2 separate regions of the Danio rerio genome follow, and region 1 is linked to region 2. The links are chromatin contacts, called in public Hi-C maps. All regions are on one chromosome and are shown on one strand. Each heading gives the region's core, a stretch centred on a gene start, on an enhancer-like site or on the middle of the called end of the contact. The rest is flanking DNA. Distances are from core to core; before and after follow the strand shown.

What was found. Hi-C and Micro-C count contacts between places; a contact is called where the count stands out from the background.
Region 1: a contact with region 2 is called in a Hi-C map of embryo, with 1.8 times the contacts expected there. The contact joins two enhancer-like sites. A contact is called at or near these places in 1 of 18 Hi-C or Micro-C datasets (embryo) and 1 of 4 datasets of contacts at active chromatin or transcription factors (caudal fin).

The regions. Positions count from the first base shown.
Region 1 is chr12:27,984,383-27,989,918 of GRCz12tu, reverse strand. No RefSeq gene overlaps it. Among named protein-coding and RNA genes, the nearest start is that of opn4b, 34 kb to the right of the region's middle. Within about 2 kb of position 3,443, at least 4 of the 62 cell types and tissues checked have an H3K27ac peak or open chromatin away from gene starts, as enhancers often do.
Region 2 is chr12:27,758,725-27,763,834 of GRCz12tu, reverse strand. bmpr1ab (bone morphogenetic protein receptor, type IAb) reads left to right here. Exons shown (of 13, transcript NM_001004585.2): 4 at 4,062-4,233; 5 at 4,315-4,417; 6 at 4,500-4,599. Among named protein-coding and RNA genes, the nearest start is that of mmrn2b, 28 kb to the right of the region's middle. Within about 2 kb of position 2,079, at least 23 of the 62 cell types and tissues checked have an H3K27ac peak or open chromatin away from gene starts, as enhancers often do.

The sequences.
Region 1 (5,536 bases), core at 2,194-4,693, 220 kb before region 2:
ATTTTTTCTACTGGGTATAACAAACAATGACAGTCAAACAGAGCAATGGTTCAGAAATTATCCATGATTCAGATAAGAACCCAGACTAACCCTGACCCAAACTTGAGGACAGAGACCTTCAGATGACATTTAAAGGCCAGATTTCTATCAATAAAACACCTTTGTGTTGTAATTGTCACTGGTGAATAGACCGAGACTAAAGATCAGTGATGAGTTGCACGCAAACAGTTTTGAACAACATTTAAAGTACAACTCGCATAGAGTACACTCCCAGGCCATTTTATTAGGTACACATAGCTAGTGTTGCTATATGCTATTAATTCTCTGTGGCATGAATTGCAACAGGGTGTAGAGAAACCCCTGTAAACCCTAGAGGTGGTTGTATGTCAAACTCACTGGAGAGTTTTTTTTAAACACTCAGCGCTGCCTCTATGCCATCAACAACCAGTAAAGTTTTGTAAATCCCATCTATCTTCTTCATTCTGATGCTTTCTTTGACATTTAGAATCAGAAAGAGTTTTATTGCCAGGTATGTTCACAAATACGAGGAATTTGTTTTTGTGACAGAGCTTCTACAGTGCAACAGAATTACAGAGACAAGATAAAAACAGATATCAAATAAATTTTAAAAATAGAAGTAAGTAGTGAATGCAAATATCCAAATTGACAAGTGTATACTTGTACAGGTATATTACTATATACAATGTTATATGTGCAGCTGTTACGTGCAAATTGGCATGTAAAGTATGTTGTTAAACAAGTGTATGTGTGCATTAAAAGTGTATAGCAAGTAGTGATGTTTGTTCCACAATTATTATCATCAAGTGTTCATGAGATGGATTGCCTGAGGGAAGAAACTGATTCTGTGTCGGGCTGTTCTGGTGCGCAGTGATCTGTAGCGTCGACCAGAAGATAAAAGTTCAAAAGGCAGTGTGCTGGGTGTGAGAGGTCCAGCGTGATTTGGCGACCCTTCTGCTCGCTCTGGATAGGGTGTTCTTGGAGAGTAGGGAGGGTTGTACCAGTGATTCGCTCAGCAGTCCGTACTTTTCAACATAGTCTTCTGAGGTCGGATTTGGTAGCTGCGCTAAACCAGACAGCTATTGAAATGTAGACGACTGATTCAATGATGGAATAATTTTCAATGATGCATTTAATATCCATCAGATTCAATGATGGATATTAATATAATTCAGGAGATTATTTAAACTTGTGATGGATATTTGTCATTGAAAAATTGCTATGATATTGAACTATTGTCTAAAGAATTAAATGATTCGTCTAAAGTTATAAGTAGTCATGTTGGGAGAATGTATATATGTGTTGATTACTACCAAGGGGTAGCATGGTGGCTTAGTGGATAGCACTGTCACCTCACAACAAGAAATTCGCTGGTTTGAGTCCTGGATGGGCCAGTTGGCTATTCTGTGTGGAGTTTTCATGTTCTCCCTGTGTTCGCGTGGGTTTCCTCCGGGTGCACCGGTTTCCCCCTCAGTCCAAAGACATGCAGTATAAGTAAAGTAAAACAAAATTGGTCATAGTGTATGTGTGAACGAGTGTGTATGGATGTTTCCCAGTACTTGGTTGCAGGTGGAAGGGCATCTGCTGCGTAAAACATGTGCTGGAATAATTGGGGGTTAATTCTGCTGTGGCGAGCTCTGATAATCACAGTAAGCAAAAGGAAAATCAATGAATTAAAGCTACCCATTTCACCAAACCTGTCTCTAACCTTTCTGTATCCCACCTCAATAGCACCATACTGTAAGTGTAGTGCAAGACAGTATGAACACAATTTATTATTTGTTTTCACTTTTTGTCATGAATTTATAACAGCATCATTAATATCTTTCTTAACCTCAATTAATGTGTGCCAAGTATTGACACTTTTTAAGAGATATTCATGACTCATTTAGTGTGTTATGTTGTTATGTGTAAGTTATGTGTCACGTCATCACTGTAAAAAATGAACATAAAAAAATCTGCAACCTGTTTAACAGTATGTTTCCCTAACATATACAGTTAATAACCAGAAATGGGCTCTATGCGCAGTAAATAGACTTAAGCATTCATTTAGTTGTTCAAGTTTAAAACGAGATTAAAGACCATTGTAACCACTAGCGCTGAAATTCATATTTCATAGTCATATTTTAAAGACATGGCAGTGGAAATGGGTTTTAATGCAGTGCTTCTTGTCTGATCTGAGACCCACTTAATATTGTATATCTAACAGGCAGTAAAGTCTGCAGATTTTTAAAGAAATCAGATCTTAAACGTGACAATTTTGTAATGGAAAGAAAGTTTACCGAAAGCCCTTGGACTGCCAGGCTGAAAATTAAAAGTCACTGTGCATATATACCATTGACTTTCCCAGGATATTTATTGCATTATTTAAATTTCATGTGTGTTACCATGATCGTGTTAAGCAGTTGTGTGATTGACTATCACCTTTTATACAGTATATTAGTGTGTTTCTCTGTTCCTGGTAAATGTTGTCTGTGATGAACTTTGGTTCATCATATGACTTTCTCATCACCTGTTTAGGGTGTGTTTTTGTCTGTATAACAAAGGTAAGATATGTAGATTTTTGTACTTCAAAACACTGCTGTAGAATCATATAAATTCATGAATTATGATAGTTTACCATATTTTTTAAGGTTAAGTGCTGTTAATTTTATGTTTTTTTTTTTTTACAATGAATATTAATAATGTGCCAGTCTTATAACCACCCATTCAAGTAAACAGTTACCAAGCAAACAAAAAATAATAAAAAAACAAAAGCTGATGATAACGATGAATTGGGTAAATAAAATTGTCCGTAGTGCATGTGTGTGAATGAGAGTGTATGGGTGTTTCCCGGTGATGGGATGCGGCTGGAAGGGCATCCACTGCATAAAACATATGCTGGATAGGTTGGTGGTTCATTTCGCTGTGGCGACCCCAGATTAATAAAGAAACTACACCGTAGAGAAAATGAATGTATGTAAAAGCAGATGATATCTACAGCATACTCGCATTATAGCATAATTATGCCACAAAATCATGTACTCTGAATAATCAAGTGATTCCTTGTATTTCCAGTCAAGTCAATGTTCATCTTGAAATGTCTTAAATTTATAAACAATGCATGATAGAGCAGGTTTGTGGAGTTAAAGACCAATATAAAAACAGCATCACCAATCAATTCTCCTATTGCTGTTGTATCAGTATCAATCAATGTCACCACCATCAACAATATCATAGATTCATGTATGTAAGCAGAAAATATCTTGCAACGTTTTCTTGTGAATGACGGAAGAGAGTACAGCATGCAGAACAGTTTGAGTAGTTTAAAGTGAAGTGATGCTGTAGCTCTTGGTGAATCAGCTCCTCTCCTCTCTCTCTTCCTCATCCCTGCATGTGCCACAGCCTCACGTGCGCCGAGCCTCAGACGAGTGGCTCTGCTGCCTCAATGAAACACGTCTCCAGCTGCTAAAAATATCCCTCACACAGGAGGAAGGGAGAAATAGAAACCAGAGGGTTATTTTTACTCCCTTTGACTGACTATGAATCGTGACTTCTTTGGCCCACCAGTTCTTTGAGCTTTTCATTATTTATCTGTTTGTTTGTGTCTTCCTGCAGGTTTTATTCAGAGGAAATGACACCATAAGGGGCGAGCGAGGAGGTGTGCATGCTAAATAGTGGCAAAGACACCTACATTCTTCCTCTTCCGCTGCACGCTTTCTGAGAAAATCCCACAGGCTTCACCTTTCTTCATTTTTGTAGAGTTTCTCCACTTAGTCACACTTGGGTTCTCCAGTTAGTCGAGGATGTGTCAGGTGCTAAAACTTAAGACCAAAGTGAAGCGAGATGAGCTAAACTCTTTAGGCTTACAGTTTATAGGATGCCAGAAGTTTATTTTTAAGATATGGAATGAAGACATTCATGCATCGTCCTTTATCATTGAATGTCAATTCTTCTGTCATCTGTCATTTTTTCATTTTGTTCCAAACCAGTATGAACTTTAATATGGACCATAAGCCAAGATATTTTAAAAGGCACCTATTTTACCCTTTTTTAAAGATTTAATTGTCTCGTGTCTCCAGAATGTGTCTGTAAAGCTTTAGCTCAAAATACCCATGTGATTATTTGTTTTACCTTTTTAAATCTGAGAAATTTGAGCTGTTGGGGCATTGTAGCTGTTTTTATTGCCTGTGCCTTTAATGCAAATGAGCTGGTCATTTGTGAGTCAGAGCCACAGAGATCTTTCAGTATTTCTCTGATGCGTGTAGCCTTCACATAGATAAACAGCAAAGTGACTGACAGTAATGAAGCAGATCTTCCTTACTACAGTAAGAACTTTCCCAAGTGTTAATTCAAGCCTTTCTGCAATGATGAGTCGCACACAGTGCCGTTATAAAGTTCCACACAGACCACAAAGAGCTAAAGAGATCTTTAAATCCCAGTTACTTTGCGCACATCCTGTCTTGTTGATATGATTATAAGCGTTACTACAGAGACATCCTAATACATTTTGAGTCCAATTTTAATGTCAGGAAATTTAAAAAAAGAAACTGATTGTGTTTCTATCACTCCAATGTGACTGTGGACACACTATACCAACACACAGTTCTGCCCAAACAGTTTACAATAGTTGATTTTCATCATAAGTGGCCTTTCTAGAATTCTTAATCTGATTTAAATTTGAATACAAGGCCGTCTTTATATTAGGTGGCTTTAACTAATATGTACTTACACAGAAAATAGTTTGTTGCAATGTACGTGTTGTGTAAATACATGCTTGTACATTGTACTTAGGATTAATTAAATATATGCTTACAATCTGTAATTAATTTCTCTACTTGCACTGTTGAGCATCCCTTACAACCTAACCCACCCTTAAACCCATCACTACTATCTGTCTTTAGCCTTACCTGTGTCCCACCTCAAGAGCACCAGAAGTGTTCTGCAATACATTATAAACACAGTGAGTACATTGTATTTATTTTTGATGCAAGTACATAGTTAAGGCCACCCTTATATAAAGTGGGACCAAATATAAATATGACTCTTAAAATATCAGGCTAAATCAAGTGTTCATGGATAGTTTGAACTCCTTTTTGTTTCTGTGCTTCTATTGATGGTCAATATACTCTTGAACAGCAGTGGATCATTTTACATGAAACCTCATGGAAAGTGCTATAAACAGGGAACCATTCAAAAATGTTAAATGTTAGTACAAACAACAAAAAAAAAAAAAAACATATACAGTAAGCTTTTGTGGTAAAATAGTATTTTGAGCACATTGACAAAAATGTAAAAAAAAAAAATGTTGTTGCATCAAAAAGTATGGTCACCATCTGACAAGCTAATCCCAAAAAAGTGCTTAAAATGTCACTAAAATGCAGTATTTAATCCTCAATATTAAATAGAAAAATAGAAAATAAAGCAAATGGTCTACTTTTAAGAAAAAAGAACCAGCCCATTCAATAGGCTAGCTCCCAGCCTATAAACATCTGAAGACACATTTCGTCAAAACTTAACTGACTAAAAATAACACTCA
Region 2 (5,110 bases), core at 830-3,329:
GGGGGCGTGGCAGCATCGACGATTCTATTTTTTGATTCGATAATCGAAATCGAGCATAAATTTCGAATCGTGACACCCTTAGTGATTTTATTCTTTACCATAAACATCAGTGGTTTTATTTAAATATAAACTGTTATCTCCCAGTACTTCGGTGTTATTTGACTGTCCTAACATAACCAACTCAAAAGACAAAAGACTGAATCTCTTAGGATTAATAAACATATGCAAATCACAATCATTTATAATTTATGTTGCGTGGATATTGAGATCCAGATCTTTTAATGAATAATCGTGCAGCTTACACTGAATGCATTAATGCAGACTTAACAAGTAGTGACAGAAAACACCTAAGAAACCCACCACATTTCGAATAACCTACCACAACATCTTTCGTCATTATTATATTTTACAGAAAAGCCTTAATACTTTCATACTTCATTTGAATGATGCAAGAGGCAATCTTTCTCTGTGAAATATTTAAAATTAATCTACGAGTTAACTTTTTTTTTTTTTATTGATCCGCGGGTCACGTGTGTTCTGAACCATGGGTTGTGAGCCGTATGAGTCACGGATCAACCGTGATCCATAACACCCCTAATAGTAAGCCAGACACACTTGATGGATCCTTCACTCCTCTGTGTAATCTTGAGGACACAGACATGTTTAACCAACTCAGGAATAACCAACTTGCAAATATTTTGTGAAGAAGTAGCTAGCATAGGTTACCATGAGCTATATAGATATGAAAGTCATTTGCATGCATGCACCATCAGATATTTCTTGGCAAAGAGCAAAACTACTTATAACTTGTATAACATGTCATGCATTCAATAAGAAATAAAGTACATTCAGGCAGTTGTTACCATGAAATAAAGCCTGACGGGTTTATCTGTTGTATAGGTCTGAAAGGCTTAAATCTGCAAAACAAACAACTGGATGTACTTTATTGGGTTTAACAATGAACACAAAAAAATTTTCTGAGCCATAATAGTTTATTAATCCTTTAATAAGTGCAAAGATGACCAAATTGAATATGGCTGAATGGAGCATACACTAACCTACATATTATTGAGTCACAAGATGGCACCAAACTGTCAAAAACAGCAGCGTGACAAGCTTTTTAATATGGATGTCAAGGTGTGATGATGATTCAAAGTACCTGATAAAGCCTGTGTTATTAGTTTCATCATTTATCTGGTAAAAAATGCTCGAAATGTCATGACTGACCGATGTATTAAAGGATTTTAAATAACCTTTGTCTCCTCGTTGTGCTTTTAAAGTCCATTAACGCATAGCTATTTCCTAATTCAAAAAGTGTAAAAAGTGCAATAAGATTATGCAAAATTCTGCATGTAATTTATAGTTGTTGTTTTTTTTTTTATCTGATACCTTTATTTCATGAAGATAATTGTTGTGGATATGATTAATTTGACAGCCTCAGTGATTATAACTGAATGGATTATGAACTGAGTGAATTGAGTGATTCTCCTGTAGATGTTTAACAAGCGGTTTGTTTGCTCTCTTCCTCTGATATTTTTTCCCCTCAGCTGATATCATTTATGAGGGTTTAAAGCTTTGTGGCTCCACACTGGTGTGTTATCAATCCCTATATCAATATTTAGTGCTCTCCACCCCAGCTTATACAGCTGGAGGTGTCACTGTCGTGTAACTGCTGATAGCAGGTAAGATATTCCTACGGGATGGGGTTTGCTGTTTATATTTGTTTGGTTTTGCACATCAACTATGGGAAATGAGGCGCTGTGATTCTGAGGGACACTTGAGACTCTCGTCGCCATCTGATATTTATGTTCTTTTTGAGTGATAGAGATGTAGGGCAGGCTTGAAGCAGTCTGAGACGTTGGACAGGTTTGAATCGCGCCTCTTGTAATGAGATCCTAGGTGTGGAATGTAGTGCTTTACTAAACAGCAGCATGCCTGTTTTAGTGTGGCCTTATTTTGACTGGGTTTAGGCCTGTCCGGACCTGCAGGACGAGCAGCACGGCTCTAAGAGGAAGCACCCACAGCATTACTAAACACACGAGTCTTTGTACCCGGGGTGATATGCAACCTGTCTGTCTGTGACAAAATGCTCACGCACTCAGTTGGATCAGGTTACAGCACTGACAAATCTACATGTCTCTGTCTCTCTGTCCCAGATTTCAAAGCTTATCTCCCTCTTGTTTTTACTCACAGGCTGTAGTGATCTGTTTTCCGTACTCCCACCTATTTATCCAAGATCCCCTGCAGTATAAGTGAGCACAGATTAAAGTGAATAAGACAGGGCTTGTGTCCATGTGGCTGTGATTTGAATATGTTTTGTGATTGTATATACAGTTGAAGACAAAATTGTATTAGCCCTCCTGTGAAAAGTTATTATTATTAAATTTTAAACATTTCCTAAGTGATGTTTAACAAAGCAAGGATGTTTTTACAGAGTTTGTAAAATGAAGATAAGTTGGAAAAAAATTTTCTTTTCTTAAAGCAATTTTAAGGTCAGTATTATAAATATCACTTAGTTTTCTTTTGATTGGCTACAATAAAAACTAACCTAGCTTGCCTATTTAACCTAATAAATAACCTAGTTTAACCTTTAAATTGCACTTTAAGCTTAAGACTAGTTTCTTGTAAAAAATATGTACTGTCAGCATGGCAAAAACAAAACAAATGAGTTATTAAACTAAAGTTATTAAAACGTTATGTTAATAATGTTGAATGAAAATCAAATCTACGCTACACAGCACTTTTAAAGAATAATTTTCCAGAAGGGTTGTATATCATATTTTGCTGCATGTTGGGGACTACAGAATTCAGAATATGGCCCTAAAATCCAAGATACTAAGGCAAAAGTTCCCTGTGTTTTGGTTTTTGTCTCATATTTTAGTAGTTATGCAGTATCACATGAGCAATAAGTGCAGTATGACACAAGGACAGTTTTTGTCCTGAAAAAGGCATGTGTGTGACAGTTTGTAAATAAAAAGATAATATCATAAAACGTTTTAGATTGTCAGTTTTGCCAACTAAAATATGAAACTACTACAGGAGTTTGTTGTTGACACACAGTGTTTAATTTCTAAAAAAATTCTGATTGAATTGAACAAATGATTCAAGCCATTCACAAAGAGAAGCATTTACTTGACTTAGAAGGAATCAAATTAATACCACAAATGCATAGCATTTTCCTTTGTATTACTGTTATCAAAGTAGAATTGTTAATGTACAGTTCACCCAAATGATTATAATTCTATTATTAACTGCTCACTCTGATGTCTTTCCAATCCCTGAGACCTCAGTTTGTCTTCAAAACACAAATTAAGAAATTTTAGATGAAATCTGAGAGCTTCTTTGTCCTCCATAGACGTCGACAGTCCTGAGATGTTAATAGTCCAGAAAAGGAACCAAAACCATTGTCAAAAGTTTGTATGTGACTTCAAAACTTCTCTTGTGACTTTAGGGGTTCAACTGAAAAAATTAAAATTTCCAAGAACATTTTTGTGTGCCATAAAAACTGTAAAAATGTACTTGCCCATGTCTTCTGGGTCAGATTAAATTGCAAATTTACTATCAGCAGTACGGCGCTTGCAGGCAAACTGTCATATTTACAGTTTGTTTTGCTGAACAAAGTTTTTTTGACGCTTTGTAAGATTACAGTTGAAACACTGAAGTTACATAGAATGTTTTGACAATGTTTTTGGTTCTTTGTCTGAGCTTTAAATATCTCAGGGCCGTATGGAGGATGAGAGAGATCTCTGATTTCATCTAAAATATTGTAATTTGTCTCAGGGGTTTGGAATGACATGGGGTTGAGTAAATAACAGAACTTTCATTTTTGGATGAACGAAACCTTTAACTTTATGATATCAAGATCACTGAGTGAAATGAACAGCAATACTAATCGTACATTTTGGTTTTATTGGTTTGAAATGCTTTGACACAATGATTTCTCTAGCAAGATTTGATTCATCACGATTGCATAAATATAGACGAGTAATGATGAAAATACTATGGACAGTCACATTCTGGGATATCTAAAAAAAATCTGATTTCCTCTATTTTAACCTTAGGTGGACAAAACCCAGACTACATGCTTCATGGCACTGGAGTCAAGCCTGGATCAGATCCAAGGCGAGCTCAGGCAGGAGACGGGTCCACCGTGGCCCCAGAGGATGCTGCCCGCTTCCTTAGCTGCTACTGTTCAGGCCACTGCCCAGAAGATGCCACAAACAACACCTGCGAGTGAGTACACTATCCTCATCTCACTTCTTCTCAATTAAATGTGAACAATCTGAATTAAACTACCTTTGTGTGTTTGCCCAGGACAAACGGCCATTGTTTTGCTATCATAGAGGAGGATGAGCACGGCGAGGCGATGCTGACCTCAGGCTGCATGAAGTACGAGGGATCCCACTTCCAGTGCAAGGTAATTCATGAACGAGACAGTGAGGAATAGATGTTAAGTGCTAAGGCATTAAGATTGACTGAATGTGGTTATTGTCGTCTAGGACTCTCCTAATGCTCAGACCAGACGGACCATTGAGTGCTGCTCCACAGATTTCTGTAATAGAGACCTACAGCCCACACTTCCACCTCCTATTCCAGGAAGTAAGTGTAACGCTGCTCGAGAACCTTAATATAATAAATATATGAAAACGTCACTCTACAGTGTGGAAATTACTCGGTGTGACCATGAAAAACTATTACCAAATTATAGCACATTAACCATTATATAAATATAATTGGATTAAAACATCTACATTGTAGGCCTGTCACAATAATCAATATACCTACTTATCGCACAATACATGGACATGACCTCAGTCATTTTTGGTGATGCAATATACTGTATATCACCCATACATAAAACCAAATCTAGCAACATTTTAGCTAATTGCACCACCTCTCTATCTCTATCCAGTATGGTTAAGCACTATAGTATTTACTCTAAATTGTTGTTGTATATTTTAATGTGGGTGTCTGACAACTGAAAATAGATCTGGTAGCAGATATGGCAGCCTCAGTTACTATTATATCACACTTTTTTTAACATTTATTATTATTCATTTGTGATTTGATGTATGTTTTCACATTTTGATTCCAATGTCTGATTATTAAA